Linked DNA regions of Mus musculus: region 1 is linked to region 2. Evidence: chromatin contacts called from public HiCAR-type data. All regions are on one chromosome and are shown on one strand. The core of a region is the stretch at or near the end of the contact, and the rest is flanking DNA. Distances in the headings are between cores, read along the strand shown.

Region 1 (5,159 bases), core at 259-2,758, 320 kb before region 2:
CTTTTACTTTTACTCTGTCATATCCTATACCAATCAAGCACCTCTCCTCCTTCCACATATAATTACCGTGCAACCTGTCTGTAAGCAAGCACATTTTGCCCTTGATAACTTTTTGAAAGGGCTGATGGAGTCCTACTATGTACAAAGGGTTTTCACATGTCTGCTCACGGTACTCTACCAGGGGTGTCTTCATGCTGTTTTCCACATTACCAGGGATTCCTCACATTATACCACATGACAGCCTTGGTCTATTAAAAGAATAACAGGTTAAGATAATAGAGAGGAGACAGTCTTTAAAAGGCTAGTTTTCTGCATGGGTAGGTAAAGGGAGGGGGTTGAGAGTTCAAGACCAGCATGGACTACAAAGCAAGACCCTGACTTCAAAACTGCAACAGTAACAATAACAGTAACAGTAACAATGACAATAACAATAACAGAGTTCATTCTGTAATAGGTAATAAAAATCAATCAGGAGAGTTCTGGGCATGGCCAGGGTTCCCTTCAACTCCTACACACCGACAAAGCAGATGAACACTGACAATTCAGAGTCTTACTTACACTACAGTTTCAGAGCCAGCTGCGCTCTGGCTTCCAGGCTATCCTCTGCAGTCACTCTCCTCAAAGGGACTGGTTAATTATTTTCTCAAAGGCCTTCTATGGTGAGATACTGAGAGACCCAATATTAGTACATTCTAGCCTTTAACCGGTACTTAAAGCCCTCAGTGATCTAACTGATATATTCTAGCAGCTGATTTATTCTAGTTACCCATAACTAGAATAAAATAAAGAGCCAGCAGCCAAGCTTTGCCATCACGAAGTAGTTACAATTCCCACATTTCACAAACACTTTAAAGGATATTTCATAACTCAATAGAAAAAAAGTCGCATTGCCTTATAGTGTTTTAGATGTAGAAAATTGATAGAGCTTTTGAGACAGGATGTTAGATCATTAGAACTACCAAAGTCTTTTGGTAAAATCTAGTTATTTCTAATACATTATATTATATGGACATCAACTCTTTTCTCAGCAGAGTAATGACAGGAAAAGAAAGAACGTAATAGGAGACTGTGATATGAAGGAGAGATGTAGGAAAACACATAAGATGCGGTTAACACAAAGTTAATGTGCACCAGGCCAGTGGCAACTGGAGCAAGAAGCGCACCTGTTCCACGCTTGTCAAGCCAGGTGTTCAGCAGATGCTGTTCAGATTTCTTCTGGGTGAGAGAGCAGACAGTGAGAGTGAAGGTGGTTGGAGTAGAAGAGAAAAGGGTGTTCTTCAAATAAGAAGAGACGCACCCTTCTTGACCCACAGGAGACTACACCATTCTCAACGTCTGCCGCTTTGTCTCCTATAACTACACCACCCCCACCACGTTCCCAAGCCTGACCAAGGCTAAAAGAATCAGAGTGGGTGTCTGCTCAAAGATGGGTGGGATGTATAAAGGCTGTGAGATGACTTGGTGACTTGAAAGGGAATTAAGAGTGACCCACTAAATACTAACACATTCCTTTTCTGCGTTAAGGGTGACTAGGAAACAGGAAGAAAGAGTGAGACAGCAGTTTGGAGCAAGAACAAAGGTCACACAGACAGCAATATGAGCAACCATGAGTAAGCGGAGGATAGATGAGGTATTAAATGGGGAATGAACGTGGGGTCAGCCAAGAGCTGTAGGAGCAGAAACAGGTTCTTGTGACCATGGCACTGACAGGACATTTGACAAATGATTAGCACCTGCCACCCTTGTGTGGCTGTGATAACCAGGCTAGAGCCCAAACACTGCTCTAGAACTCTAGGAGGATTGGCAGAATTGGACTGTGATTAAGGTGTCTTCTTCTCTCTTTTCCACCCTGACCTTTACAACAAACATAGAAGGAAGGTAGAATGTTACATGGGCAGCCTCTCGGCAGCACTGTTTTCTGTCATCCCTACCCTTACATAGTTCCCTCTTACAGTAACTCTGGGTTTGGCCAGATGACTAAGCTTCGGCATTGAAATTCTGGCAGGTATCCTAGGAGCAGGGGTGTGATGAACATGGGAAGTAGGAACTGAACTAATGATGATTGAAGGTCCATGGAAAGAGACCTTGGAAGGAGAAAAAACATCCTTTGAGGCTTTCTGGCCTCAGTTGAAAGCAGTAGAGTCAGCGATTTGTTAAACCACATACAACAGCCTCCCTGCCAACCCGTGGATGTGGTCAGTGTTGTTTTAAACCACAGGATTTTGATGCGGCTTGTTATACACCCACAGATATCTTCAGCAATGGATGAAGACAAGTTAAGGTATTTTTCTAACCAGAAAGAACCCAACACATATTAGCAGGACTGACAAACCCAAAGCACTGGTATCTTTCCAAGATCATGGCTGTACACACTGGAATTCAAACTGACCAAATTGTCTTGTAACAGATTCCCCCCCTCCCTGAAGCTGACATATCTTTTTGCATTTTTTAGAAGCTAGTATTCTTTGTATATATTAGTGTACCCTAAAGGTACATACTTGGGTTGTGTTTCTCACAGGTATCTACAGTCAGCAAATAAGCAAATGACAATTAACAATAGTATTAGTTTTCCATAAATTTCTTATACTAAAGCGATTGTATATAGTGCCCAATTTTCTGTCTTAGGCATTATATCCATTTATTTCTAATGTAGAAAAGCAAAAGTGAAGCTAGAAACAGGTTGAAGGGCTTCAGTACTATTGACTTCTCCTCCTTTTCTGTCTCCAGCAACCACAGCAGTGTTCTGACGGTGCTCAGCCTGGTCCTTGCTCTCTCATGCTCTAAATAAACAGCATCAGAAGAAGGAGTTGTGTGGAAAAGAAAAATAGTCAAGCCATAGAAACCGGCCTCCCTTCATCACTGGGTTCATCTGCCAACTGATTGCTTTTATATAATACAAGAGTTAGTTAGAAAACTTCTCTAACAGTGACGTCTAAAAAAGAAATGTATATATATGGCAATTTACTTTTGAATACTGGCATTGACAGTGAGGCATTTAGAAAGATTTCTAGTGACTAAGACAAGCTTCAGCCCTGCTTACCTTCCTGTCAACTGGAATTTCTCTGCTGACACTGAAAAGGTGCAAGGCTCAGATGTAGGTTATTAAAACCTTAGCAAAAATGCTGGCATTGATATTTTTGGTGAATGATGCTTTATCTTTTAGTCAAGCAAATAACCCGTGTCAAAATAGCAGCCATTTAGGAATACAAAAAGCATTTTTGGAGTGCTTGCAAGGTTGTTATTTGTGGGGGGGGGGGGGGTAGGGAGACTATGTCAGGTTTCTAAGAAAACTGTTACTGTTGCTGAAATAAAACTTTTAAGACAAGGATGTGTCACAAGGGAAAGTATCTCAATATGTGCAAATTTCCTAACAGTGCAAAGCAAGGAGGAGAGGAACAAAAGGGGGGAGTAACCTATACTGCCACAAGAAATTGTCTAGCATCTCAGTGCTTAACACAATATAATTTATGTCTCTCTTGTACTAATGTCCAGAAAAGGTGTCGGGGTCCTTGGCTCCAGCCCCTCTGAGGATCTCACCTTTTGATGATGTCATCTCAACAAACAGCCTCCTGAGTCTCCGTGCCTTACCTTTCTCTACCCAGAAGCAGAAGCAACACACTTTTTTTTTTCCCCATGGATTGGCCAGACATAGTCAGTGATTCCAACCTTGGAGAGTCAGAAAATGTCAGGGTACATGAAGAGTATTTAGTAGGTACTAATATTCCATCATTGAGAGCAGACCCTATTTCTTTTCATCCAGAATTGCTTTAAGAAAGAATCTTAGAAGTAATATTCAGCAGGATTTGCATCTTGTTGCTCTATCTCCATGATAAGTCATAGAGCAGAAAGCTTGGATGATGGTATAGATCGGACTGGCTCAAGACGCCTCCTTTGTCTCCTTCCAACCTACATTTCTGAATTCTTTTCCTCCTATAATCTGGCTTTTCTTTAAACATGGGTCTAGAGATAGAAGCAAAACCCCAGATTTATTAAAACCCAATAGACATCATTTTTACCACTCCACAGCCTTTTGTAATACTCACAGCAACATTTCAAAATAAATCGTACTAAGGTATCCAAGCCATGTATAATCGCAACAGAACCATGAAAGTGAAGGATAGAAGCTGACAAGACATGAAGAATTACATTTTCCACTTCTTATCAGTGTTGAGAAAGTTGTATTAACATAAACTCCAGAGCTGGAAATTGCTCGTTGGAGCCAGAAGCTGTTTCATACTAAGCACAAATCTCATCAGTTTTTAGTTGATACACAGTGAATATCACACAGGATTCACCAGTAGGACAGGGAAGCCATACATGACAGGTTCAACTCCTGATACATTGCATTTTCTTCAAACAGACCACGTGAAAATCAGAAAATATTTTAAAAAGAGAAAAAGCAAACCAATGAGCATTCATTTGCTTGAAAGGGAAATGTATCAAATCTATCCCAAAGAGAACGTCTACCCTGAACGTTTTAATGCAGTTCAATTTCCAGGACGTTCCATACTAGAAGGCCATGTTCTCTACAAGAACATAAGCATAAGAAAGTATGCCTGTTGGAAACGACATTTTTCTGTAATATGAGAGTTAATCAACCCAACATTTTGACTAAACTTTGGAATATTCTTCTGCCTGTACTGAAAGCAAGATGTGCCAGGAACCCCTTTTCCCGAAACCATTTACACAGACTCCATAGAAATTGTATTCCACTGCAAAGGCATGAGACAGTGTCCAGGGAGCAGGCAGGAAAAGCACTGGAAAGAACATGGCCCTTTCCCTCTCTCCAGTGAAAGAATCAGGGCGAAAGAGATTTGGGGTTAGACTGAAGTTGATGGATGGCATTAAGCCTAGAATTACTGTGTCCTTCGGTGTTCCTAGTTTAAATTTTTATATAATAATTTTTGTGGGCAAAATGAGCACTTGTAATCTAAAACTAAATATACTTATTCCTCTGAACGTGGGAAGAAGGGAGAATATGAGAAGAAACGAACAGATCGGGCAAAACCCAACATTTTAGATGAAATAGATATGAAGTTATATTATGACTTTTACTCTTTTCACTTAGAAATTGTGCTGTTGTACTCACACAAAACTAAGTTAAAAATCCAAAATTACAAAAAAAAAAAAATTCTTTAATCATCTTCAAGTTGGTGTCG
Region 2 (5,194 bases), core at 1,722-4,221:
CTAATAATTTTCTTAACTCCAGCTAACCAGCATCAATTGTCCCAGTAGTCCCTTCTATTCTTGATTCTAAAGCCAGAGCCATATGGCCAAAGATGACAAGTTCTGCTGCTTGTAGGAGCTGGAACATGGTCCCTTTTTTCTTTTACAATATCATTAGCCTCCTCTTTTCCAACTCCTTCAGGGCCTAAGTTTGATTGTCCTGGATCTTGCTCTGTAGACTGACCTTGAACTCAGAGATCTGCATGCCTGTCTCCTCCTGTGGTTAAAGGCATGTACCACCGAACCTGATTTAAGCTTTTCTTCACCTAGAACTTGCTCTGTCCCAGCCTGGCCTTGAACTCAGAGATCTGCTTGGCTTTATCTCCTAGAATTAAGGGTGTGTACCACCATCAACACATCTGTCTTCTGGGATTAAAGGTGTGTACTACCACACCTGATATAAGTTTTTCTTCACTTAGAATTTGCTCTGTCCCAGGCTGGCCTTGAACTCAGAGATCTGCTTGACTTTATGTCTTGGGATGAAAGGTGTGTACCACCATGCCTGGATCTATATTTAGCTAGATATGATCTTGCCCCAGAGTCTCACTCCCTTAATTCAATGCAATATCCTTGAACATGGGATTCAGCTCCATTTTACTTCCTGGTGACCCTTTAATGCTCAGACCATATGTTTTATATTTTTTCCTTTCTAAGCTTGCTACAGTTGTTCAAAATGCTCTTCAGGAGAATTAACCAGAGAACAAAGTCTATGCTGGCCATTTCTGAGACTTCTTTTGTCAATGTAATTAAGATAAATATCTTTGCCTTAGCTTTATGTAGACTCTTTAGACAGGACAAAAAAGGAGCCACATTCTTCACCAAAATACCACAAAAACAATCTTTACGCCACATACTGAAATTCTTCTCCTCTGAAACCCCTTAGGCCAAGTCTGCACAATTAAAATCACTTTCAGTGACAAAGTCTTCCATGTTTTCACTAGGATAGCCCATTAAGCCCCATTTAAAGCATTCCCCTGCTTTTCAGATCCAAAGTCCCCAAATCCACATTTTTCCAAACAAAAGCAGGCTCAGGCCTACGACAGCAATATCCCAGTCCCTGGTACCAACTTCTGTCTTAGGTTTTTACTGCTTTGAACAGACACCATGACCAATGCAAGTCTGTTAAAGGACAACATTTAATTGCGGCTGGCTTACAGGTTCAGAGATTCAGTCCATTATTGTCAAGGCGGGAGCATGGCAATTAGGCAGGCATGGTGCAAGAGGAACTGAAAGTTCTACCTCGTCATCTAAAGCCTGCTAAAGGAAAACTTCCAGGCAGCCCACAGTCACACACCTACTCCAACAAGGCCATATCTCCTAATAATCTCCTAATAGTGCCACTACCTGGGCCAAGCATATACAAACCATCACAACCATCTTCTGTAGTTTCTCTGGACTTGTAAGATAGACACACTATTTTCTTTTTCTTTTTGCTGACATGGTCTCTCTTAGGATGCCCAGTGTGGCCTTGAGCTCCCGATTGTCTTGCTTCAGCATCCAGAGCATTGAGATTATAAATGTGCACCACCATACCCTGGGTACAGGATGAGCTGAACACTCAATGCATGCAAATCTACTAGAATCTTACCAATTGACCACAGGGAGAAAAATAAAGTTTGAAGTAACAGAAAAGTCAGGCTAGCACTAGAATTATTTTTCATTACAAGAGGAAAAGAAATGGGATGTTTTAAATACATTGATTTTTCACATAAGTACATACTCCCTGTTAAGTCCTCCTTTATCTGTTTACCTGTACAGAAGAAAAATCAGAGGTGCCAAAGGATTAAACAAAGGGTCTTTCAGTTACAATGTAAGGGAACCAGGGTTGGAACTCAGCAAACCTGGCTTTGGAATTTGACAAACTTGCCTTGGCTTCTGAATAAAACTAAGTACTTACCTATTGTTTTTGAAATATGTCATGCTGTTGTTGAGATAATATCTATTATGCTCTCTTCCATAACTGAAGACATAATGGGACAAGTTATAATTCTAGTCTGGCAGTTTTCAAGGTTGCTTACATTCTTTTTGCCTCCTTTTTCGCAGGAGAAACAGGGTTTTTGAGCTTTGAGTTGGCTCAGTGGTTTAAGAGGGTTGTCTGTTCTTCCTAGAGTTCTTGAGTTCAATTCCCAGCAACCACATGGTGGCTCACACCCTCTTTCTGGCAAAGAGGTGTACACGAAGGTAGAGCACTCAAAATAAATTAACATTAAAACAAAAACAAGAAACAGGGTTGCACTGAGTGACCAACCTCACAGGAACCTCACCTTCCCACTTTCAGATGTACTTTCAACATACCTACTGTTGAAATGAGGTCAAGCTGAGGGAGGGAAAGAGCTGGAAAAGCCCGAGCCCCGTGCAAACTTTGCTGTGTTAAAGCAACACAGCGTGGTCTTGCCTACAAAGCAGTGTGCAATACAGTGGGCTCCCGCCTTTTGGGGAATTGAGGATTAAGAGACTAACATGACAGAGGCAGGCTTGGGCTCTAATGGCCTCTCAATGACACATCGCCTAAGGGTGAGACCTGAGTTTTCTGGTCACCTGGCCACTTATGAATAAAAGCTCTTTATTACGACCGCGCGAGCGATGACCGCTCAACAGCGAAGCTTTCTGCAGGCTGAAAAGGCCCACGAGGGGCGCCGGAGAGCCCTGTCCTCTAGGGCGGGGACGCAGGGCCCGGCGCACCCTCTAAAGCGCCTGCGCGCGATGCGCCCCAGGGAAGGATGAGGAAATCGTCGACTCACTTCCGCTTCCGCACACCTTGGCACCGCCCCTCGGAGGGTGGCGACGGAAGTGACGCAAGGACCAAACGGCAACAACAGTTTTCCACGTGCGCGTAGGGCGCCAAAGTCAGGTGGGCCGGCGGGAGCCAATGGGGAAGCGTTTCGTGTAGGTCGGCTCTATAAGCGGTCGCGCCAGCCACGGGCTCCCGCCAGTAGGGAACGGGCCGAGCTGGGAGGAGGCTACTCGGCGTTCGGAGGCGAGGTCGGAGCCTGTGCGGCCGGGGTCAGGGAACCGGAGCCGGGCCGCCGCGCTGTGGAGAAGCTGCGTCGGGGCGCACAGGTAAGGACCGGGGAGGGTGGCGCCGAGTCGGGTCCCGCTTTGTGTTCCGCCTTGGCCTTGGTGTCCTACCACCTATCAGCCGCGTTGGGAAGCCAAGCGACGCGACTGTACCCCGAGATGGCTGCGTCACAGCTCGTGCTTGCGGTGGGGTTGGGGGGTCGTCTTCCCCGAGGCCAGGCCGGCAGGTCGCGGAGCTCGCCGGCAGGGCCGGAGCATGGAGCTGACGCTCTGAGTGGAGTGGGCCGGGACGCCGGACCGGCCAGCCCTCCAGCGGGTTCGGGGAGGGCGATCCCATTGTTTGGGCAGAGTGGGTTTGATGGGGAAGCTAAAGCTCGGGCACTAAAAACATCTCCAGGGGCAGCTTGAAGCGGCGGGATCTCGTTTGTCACCGAGCCGCCTTGCTGTCAGTTGTGGACCAGCCCTTTGACTAGCGAACAACCGCAGCCTCTGGCGACCATCATCGGACATGCTCCGCTTACATTAACTTTAAAAAAAAAAATCTACTTTTTTTTTTAAGTCAGGGTAGATCTGGCTGCCCTGGAGCTCACTATGGAGACCAGGCTGATTTTGAACTCAAAGTGATCCCCGCCTGCCCCTGCCTTCTGAGTGCTGCGATTAAAGGCGTGGGGCACAACGCCAGGCTTTCTGCTTGAGTTCTTTAGAGAGTTTGTACTTGGTACGCGTGACTATGACTAAGTCTCGGGAAAAAAGTAATCTACCTGCTAATTATGCTTAGGATAGGCCACAGGAGAGGTTGGCTGGCAGTTTCCACAAACCATAGTGCCTTTTTCATCAGCCCTGTTATGTCATCATAGGTCATTAAGGACTTCTGTGGTACAGCATTCAAAAAAGCAAAGAAATACACTTCATCTCGAATCATTATGTGTTACCAATAGTTCTTAGGTAAAACTTTGTTTTAAAGAGAAACATTTTACTTGCTGAGAAATCTGGGAAGCCCAGTAATAACCCAACTTATCCAAAGTATAAACTTTTCTTCCTCTGGTAGCTCAGCTTTCAAAGAAGTATAAGTTTTACTAATTGTGAGCCTTAAGCAGATGTTATTTACCGATATTTCTGAAGTATTTGGGAAGTTAAATTTATGCAAACAGACTATTTTAACCACTTTAAGATCAAATAGATTTTACAGATTTGAGAAAAATCTTTCCTTCCCCACCTTTGCCTTTCTTCCTGCGGTTCTAGCCAAACACAGAAAAGACAGATTTCTTTTTCAGTAATTGGTTTATATTCTGAAATTAAATGTGGTAATGAAGACAGCGCTGAGGAAGCTGGGGTAGATCAGGAGCCACCTCAGGAAAATGCAGTATTAAATAATAATATAAACAAGTAATAATACCTTTTGTATCACAGGCAGACAAGTTCACCATCAAGTAGTAGAAATCCTAAGCCTTCCTAAGAAACTATCAGTTTTATCTTTCCAGTAGATAAGAAAAGCCTTGCTAATAGACTCTAATATCAGAAGTACAAGAGCGTGACTAATGTGATACTATGTGCATAACAGCTTGATGCTGCTGTCTCAACACCAGAGCTTTATTGAGTTGGATTTTTTTTTTAAGTCTTAAAATTTGTTCCTTGGACTTAAAAAGACACTATGTTTTTCTTTCTTAGGTTATTAGAAATGGCTACTCCACAGTCAGTTTTCGTCTTTGCAATCTGCATTTTAATGATAACAGAATTAATCCTGGCCTCCAAAAGCTACTATGATATCTTAGGTGTGCCAAAGTCTGCCTCAGAGCGACAAATCAAAAAGGCCTTTCACAAATTAGCCATGAAGTACCACCCTGACAAAAATAAAAGCCCTGATGCTGAAGCAAAATTCAGAGAGATTGCAGAAGGTAAGTAAATGTTGCTGAGGTCCCATGGGTATTTAATAAGCTAATGGTAGCTGATAATTTTGTAAGTCTTAAAGATGTTATGGAGATGGGAGAGGTGTATGTAGGATTTTGTAGTTTGTTAGAATAAATACTTGGTTCCTGAATAAGTAAATTAATTGTGGTATGTCATTTTATTGTTTTACAGTTTTAAAGATGTTGGCAGGGTATCATTTATCTTTTTTTTGTTGTTGTTGTTATTTATG

The links. HiCAR-type assays count read pairs that join an accessible place to other places.
Region 1: a HiCAR-type map of astrocytes shows a contact between it and region 2, with 2.3 times the contacts expected there. The contact joins the enhancer-like site here to the promoter of Dnajb9 in region 2. A contact is called at or near these places in 3 of 39 promoter capture datasets (cranial neural crest, liver and neural stem cells), 4 of 115 datasets of contacts at active chromatin or transcription factors (astrocytes, bone marrow-derived macrophages, embryonic stem cells and 1 more) and 1 of 9 other capture datasets (adipose tissue).

What each region holds. Positions count from the first base shown.
Region 1 is chr12:44,521,815-44,526,973 of GRCm38.p6, reverse strand. The region is part of intron 3 of Nrcam (neuronal cell adhesion molecule); the gene reads right to left. Among named protein-coding and RNA genes, the nearest start is that of Nrcam, 200 kb to the right of the region's middle. Within about 2 kb of position 1,508, at least 27 of the 459 cell types and tissues checked have an H3K27ac peak or open chromatin away from gene starts, as enhancers often do. A contact at or near this core is called in astrocytes, where this site is marked.
Region 2 is chr12:44,207,845-44,213,038 of GRCm38.p6, reverse strand. It overlaps Dnajb9 (DnaJ heat shock protein family (Hsp40) member B9), which reads left to right and starts at 2,971. Exons shown (of 3, transcript NM_013760.4): 1 at 2,971-3,099; 2 at 4,726-4,952. The coding sequence starts at 4,736. It overlaps Mir5627 (microRNA 5627), which reads right to left and starts at 2,726; the gene lies at 2,666-2,726.